2 separate regions of the Triticum aestivum genome follow, and region 2 is linked to region 1. The links are chromatin contacts, called in public Hi-C maps. All regions are on one chromosome and are shown on one strand. The core of a region is the stretch at or near the end of the contact, and the rest is flanking DNA. Distances in the headings are between cores, read along the strand shown. Region 1 has its middle 7.2 kb from the start of LOC123097137. Region 2 has its middle 120 kb from the start of LOC123097144.

Region 1 (3,311 bases), core at 405-2,904:
CAACAGAAAAAATTAGTTCAAACTTTTAGTCATTAGTTACAGATTCAGTTAATGTACCATATACAATGATGTTACAGATTAAATTAGTTACAGAAAGATTCAGTTAAGTTAATGTACCAGATTCAGTTAAGTTAATGTACCAGATTCAGTTAATGAAGAGTTACTATGAACCCTAGAACTATGACCAATAGTTATGAACCCTAGAACTATGAACAGTAACTATGAACCCTAGAACATGAACAGTGCCTAAGAACCCTAGAACATGAACAGTTCTAAGAACCCTAGTACATGAATTGGAATGCTGCAAAGCTACAACTTCATACTTATTTCAGTGGCACAGGCAATGAACCTCCTCCCAGTGCTTATCCCCTCAAATGCAACACATTTTCTCCCTGGATTCCCATGCACGCACATCACCATCAAGTCATCAGCAACACCCTCGAACAACTGGTCAGCAATTGTAGTTGGGTTCTGGGCAATCCAACATAAACTTGTTCAAATCGAGCAGAACTAGTAGAACCCTAGAGCACAAATGAGCGGCAGCGAGACAAACAGAGAACCAGAGAAGGAACTGGCCTTGAGAGGGGAGTCGGAGAAGGAGATGTACTGCGCGGCGGATCCCTCAGTGCTCTCGCTATCGCTCCAAGACACCATGGCGGCCGGCGGCGGCCGGAGAGGAGAGGAGCAAGAGGGAGCGAACGAGCGTGAGAGAAGAGAGAGCGAGCGGGATCTACTTAGGGCGCAGTTGGTCTATCCGATGTGAGCCGGCCGCGTTGTCTTAAGCGAACGGCGCCGTTAGCGCCTCTGTTACGCCATGTCGTCGATTTTGGGCCTCACATGTCGGAAACGCCCTCAAACACTACAAATCACCTGTTCAGTGCTATCTGCAAACGGTTAACTGAATCCGCGGTGAATTTTGCAAAAAATCAGTGATCTGGTAGTTTTCCCCAGATGAAGTCTTAAATATGGCGAAAGTACCATTCTACACCCAGGAGGTTTTCTGCTTTTCACTCGAGTGTGCGTGTGCGTTTGTGCGTGCTTCTGGTTGGTGCCGAGAAGCGACGCGTACCGGTGGCGACACAACACGCCACGACGTACGTACTACGCGTACGCTAGCAACTACTCCAGCATGTATCTCTTGTCTCCCTCGCTTTTTGCTTTTTGTCTTCGAGCAAGCACCTTGGTGTTCATGGCAGACACAGACGTATACGTGGGTATTCTAGGTTGGGATGCTTGCTAGGTGCGGATACGGAAGCTACACACGATCGTCCCGACCGGCAGGGAGAAGAAGATGCCCGTCTTAGGAGCCGTGTTCCCGCGCCCGGCGAGCTAGCTGGACCAACGGGAAGGCGCCGTGAGGAGGATAACACGTAGCCATCCACCGGTGACACGAAAACGACCCATGTCCCGGCCGGGGTGCGATACAAATTATCTCCTGTCGATAGTGTCGAGCTTGTCGTTTGACTACTCCATCCGTCGATCCATCCTCACCGGATCGGTCTTTGGTCGCCGCGCGCGAGCCATGTCTACCAACGGATATTTTTAGAAGATCATCACTTACCAGCGGATTTCCCTCGCCGATGGACCCGAGCTGCTAGGTGATGATTGGATGCTCTCTAGCTTAGCTTCTTGCTACACACGTAAGGAACCACGCACGTACGTGTGTGGACCGCAGGTGTTTGATAGGGAAATCGGTACGAGGTGACAGCTACGGAACATACACGAGTCACGAGTGAAGTGATCCATCTGTTCCGGTTCCGGCCGGGACGATCAATCACATCTCAGTAGCAAACAGAATACTCCTCTGGTGCTAGCTGCACAACGGCCGGCTGGCAGCGTGTCGTCCGGGCTAGCGACTCTTCCACGTAGAAGGGGCGATGCAAGAAAATTACGTCTGGCAGTGAACAAACTCAGGAACCTGTGTCTAGACGCTGAGAATGCTCTCAAGTCTCGACTAGACACCTATTTTTTTTTCTTTTTGAGAAACACCAACTCCCCTATCAAACGCACACACACCATCATCACACGCACTCACTGCTTCAGAAGAGCGCAAGTTATGAAGCTTTAAAGTTAATGAAGTTATACATGCGTCTCGCTATCATGGGAAACATCACTACCCATGGAAAGAATATTTGACGTTTTATAGAGAGACGCGTAGGCTTTCATGCTTGGTGTGGTCTCGGGTGAACCGGGAATCCAACCACTCTCCTAGATTCCTACCAATCTAACCAACAAAGTATCGAACAACAAAGTATGCGCTGACAAGTCTTGAACTATGGTAGAGGCAACGGCTTGGTGAAGATGTCTGCAAGTTGATCCTTGGAAGAGATGAACCTGATCTGTAGTTGCTTCTGAGACACATGTTCACGCACAAAGTGATAGTCAACTTCAATGTGTTTCGTTCGGGCATGGAATACCGGATTCGCAGAGAGGTGTGTAGCACCGATGTTATCACACCAAAGAACAGGAGACTGTGATTGGGATATACGCAATTCCCGAAGCAAAGACTGTACCCAGATAATCTCCACAGTAGCATTGGCCACAGCCTTATACTTAGCTTTGGTACTGCTACGTGAGACAGTAGCCTGTTTTCAAGCACTCCAGGCGATCAGATTAGAGCCAAAGAACACCGCATAGCCCCCCGTAGATCGCCTGTCATCTGGATTGCCAGCCCAATCCGCATCAGAATATGCCGAGAGACAACCCGAGGAGGTCGGACGAACATGCAAGCCATGAGACACCGTGAAGCGAATGTAGCGCAAGATGCGCTTAACAGCAGACCAATGAGTGTCACGGGGTGACTGCAGATACTGGCAAACTCGGTTGATAGCAAAAGAAATGTCCGGCCGTGTGATCGTCAAGTACTGAAGACCACCAACAATACTTCGATACTCCGTCGCATCAGCAGAAGACAGAAGCTCACCATCAACAGCAGTAATCCTGTCAGTGATAGACATCGGTGTAGTTGTTGGTTTGCACTTAAGCATCCCAGCCCGCTGCAACAAATCCAAGGAGTACTTCTTCTATGTCATAACAAGACCATCCCCCCGGAAAGTAACCTCCACACCAAAAAAGTAGTGAAGCCTCCCAAGGTCCTTGACCGCAAAATCGGCACCAAGAGAGCGAACAAGAGCAGTAGCAGCCAACTGAGAGGAGCTGACGAGAATAATATCATCCACATAAACCAACAAGTACATAGTAACCTCAGGCTTCTGTTGAAGAAATAGTGAGGAGTCGGTAGTTGACGATGGAAAACCATGAGCACGAAGGGCCATGGCAAGACGGGCATGCCATGCATGAGGAGCTTGCTT
Region 2 (3,311 bases), core at 516-3,015, 190 kb before region 1:
ATGCAATATTAAAAAAGGATAATACAGTTCTGAGCTAGCTGCCCCACACCATGTGTGGTTGGTTTTAAATCAACAGCCGTGCACGCAAGAACGGCCCAGCTAGCACCACTGGAGGGGAGTCCGACCACCTATCAAACCTATATATAGCGCTTGTTGTCGAGCCCACGCTATTCCTATTGTTTTACGTGTAGCGCGTGTTGCCACTCCCGCTTCTGCAATTTAGCAGTAGTGCTGTATATTAACCCTCACTACCATTAATTTTTCACCTATTAGTTATTTTTTTAATAGTGAACAGGCATTAAGACGGCCCAACTACTGAAACAACCGGGTCACAAAATCGACTGAAAACACAACAAACGTCAGCCAAATACGATCACAAAAGGGGCACGAGCATGGATCACAAAGCAACACTAATGAATGGTATAAGATTTGACTGAGAGTAATTTCATTTTCTGGTACATGAACAATAACTAACGCGCAGAAGATACGTCGTGATTTAGAGTGTTTCTAACTAATTTATCGCAAACAATATATGGTATGAATATCCTATCCTCTTTAATAATAATTTTTACTGGTAAAACCAAGATAAAATAAACATATCAGAAAAATAAGATATTTTTCTAAGAAAAATAATGCAGAAATGAAAAGTTTGGACTAAAATATCGGAAATGTTAACGCCTACACGTGTGGGCGTTTGCACATCGCCCACACGCCTCCATCACCACTCATTTTGCCACGTATGAATAGATGACATCAGCAGAATTTTTTTGGGTTTTCGGCTTAAAAATGTTGTATCTCCTAAATAAAAAAGCGAACTAAAAATTCGTTTTCATCATTAAATCCGTCTCGACGAGATCTTCAAAACCAGACTCCATGTTGATATGTTTCGACGAAATTTTTTTTGCCAGAAGTTGCCACGATGTTTACACTGCAGTTGCCATAGGGCTTAAACTAAAGTTGCCATGTGGCAATTTTAGTTTGTAGATCATGGCAATTTTAGTATTTTAATGATGGCAACTCCAGTATTTTGACCATGAAAATTATTTTTTGTATGAACCATGGCAATTTTACGTGCATGTATCATGGCAATTTTAGTTTATGATTCATGGCAAGTCTAGTTTCTTAATCCCCCGTTTTATAAATGTCAAAATTTACTTTTAAATGTAGAAGAAAATAGCTGAAACATATCATGGCAACTTCAGTGTAAACATCATGGCAATTCATATGCAATAGACATGGCAACTTTTAATCCAAAAAAAATTTCATCAAAACATATCAACATGGGATCTAGTTTCGAAAATCTCATCGCGAGGGATTTAATGGTGAAAATGGATTTTCAATCGGATTTTTCGTTTAAGAGATAAAACATTTTAAAAACTGAAAATTAAAAAAGATTCCTGCATGCAATCACGTCATCTGTTTACATTAGAGACGTGTGATGCGTCTTCCTAGCGCGATCCTAAAATGGCCCAGCTAGCACCACTGGAGGGGAGTCCGGTTCTGTGCCAGCTGCCCCACACTGGGTGTGCTTGGTTTGATTTAAACGGCCGGCCGCGCTCACCCGGCCCAGCTAGCTCCACTGCATGCTCTCGCCATTTGAGCTCGGCGAGACAGGGCGCAGTCCGTTGTTATTTATTCTGGGTTTGGGCGTTGAAAATTAGCGAGGTGGGACTAAATTTGTCTTTTTAGGGAAAGATGGGACTAAAAAGTCGTCCTCTTATCTCAGCCGCAGCTTCGGTGTAGATGGGCCGAGCCCGTCTCTTTCGCCACCTTGTCCAGCCCGTACAGTCAATCTCGTACCCTTAAAACATAAAATCAATCCCGCCCGTATCGGCAAAAATAGGGAAATCGCGTTCGCCGCGAGGTGGTCGCCACGCTGCACGGCGGGACCTTCCCCCGGAGCCAAGCTCTGCATCTAGTTTGGCTCGCCGCCAGAGAAGATTCGTTTGGTGATGCAATGGGTGCATCCTCAAACGGCCACCTCCAAAGGCATCGACCAGCTCTGGAGACGCACGCAGATCGTGAGCGGCGCCGATGCGCCGGCCGGCCAAGTCCGTCATTGCCGTACTGAAGGCGCCTCTGGTGGGTTCCCGGCCGACGCCGAGAAATCAGAAGAACCTTAACTTATTATTCCAGCAACTGTCGGGGACAGTCGACCTCAACCCCACGGTGCAGATCGCCGGCAACTTTTCTATCTGTTCGCCCCAGCATCACTCGCGTACTCTCGGGCAGGACGTACTCCAGGCTCCAGCTAGCTACGGTTACGGAAGGTACACATGGATCCCCGCAGGGAGAAGAAGATGGCGCGAAAGTTGGCCCGGCGAGGTGGACCAACGGGAGGAGGCCGCGAGGAGGATAGCACGTAGCCATCGACCGGTGAAAACGAAAACGACCCATGGCCCGGCATCCTCCTCTTTTTACCAGCGGTCATCGATAATCGAGACAGGTGGTTGTCATTTTACCACTCCATCGATCGATCCTCATCGTGCCGCGCCATGTCTATCGATCATGGCAACAGATGTCGGAGTGCAGCGCCGAGAGGATCACTTGTTGCTCTTCCCAACCGAGCTGCTAGCTGATGATTGAGTTGAGGAGTATATATCTAGTTTCTTGCTACCCACGTAAGGAAGCACGTACCTGTGTGGATCGCAAGCATCTGGTAAGAAAAGCGGAACGAGCTGACAGCTATCTAACACAAGTCGCAAATAATACTCCTGTCAATTATCGGCCGGAGCTGCTTTTCCCCAAGAACCAAATTATCCGAGCTGCTTTACACGTGCCTCCGTGCCTGGCTGCATGCACCTAGACTCATAATAATTGGCACTTTGTAATAACTAGAAGAACGCCCGTGCGTTGCAACGGGGCAACATTAACTTTAAGAGTTCAATATTAATATTTTCATACATATCAAGTGACATTGGCGATCTTTTTTACCATCATATCCTCACACACACTCTCTCCCTCCCTCTTCCTCACTCTCTCTCCCCCTCTCCCTCCCTCTCTCTCTAACACACATACACATATATCCATTTTATTGGGTACGGGACCATGATTCATCTATTTCACACACACACACACGCTAGAGCATAACAATATGGATTATGTGATATTTGCCACAGCTCCAAGAATATGCGAGAGGGGGTGGCCAGGGTCGGCGTCGGCGCCGTCCGGCGCGGGCCACGGGCCCGCTTCCAAGTGTGTCTGCGTGCCGGCCACCCACGCCGGGTCCTTAAAGTGCCGCTTCCACCGCACCAACTCCCAGGGCCACGGCCACGGCCAGGGCCAGGGAAGCCGCCCTTCTTCGCCCCCTT

Evidence for each region. A called contact is a pair of places that touch in the nucleus more often than the background predicts.
Region 2: a contact with region 1 is called in a Hi-C map of leaf, with 6 times the contacts expected there. The contact joins two enhancer-like sites. A contact is called at or near these places in 2 of 5 Hi-C or Micro-C datasets (both in leaf).

Annotation. Positions count from the first base shown.
Region 1 is chr1B:613,119,549-613,122,859 of IWGSC CS RefSeq v2.1, reverse strand. No RefSeq gene overlaps it. Among protein-coding and RNA genes, the nearest start is that of LOC123097137, 7.2 kb to the right of the region's middle. Within about 2 kb of position 1,654, at least 2 of the 8 cell types and tissues checked have an H3K27ac peak or open chromatin away from gene starts, as enhancers often do. A contact at or near this core is called in leaf, where this site is marked.
Region 2 is chr1B:613,314,120-613,317,430 of IWGSC CS RefSeq v2.1, reverse strand. No RefSeq gene overlaps it. Among protein-coding and RNA genes, the nearest start is that of LOC123097144, 120 kb to the left of the region's middle. Within about 2 kb of position 1,765, at least 1 of the 8 cell types and tissues checked has an H3K27ac peak or open chromatin away from gene starts, as enhancers often do. A contact at or near this core is called in leaf, where this site is marked.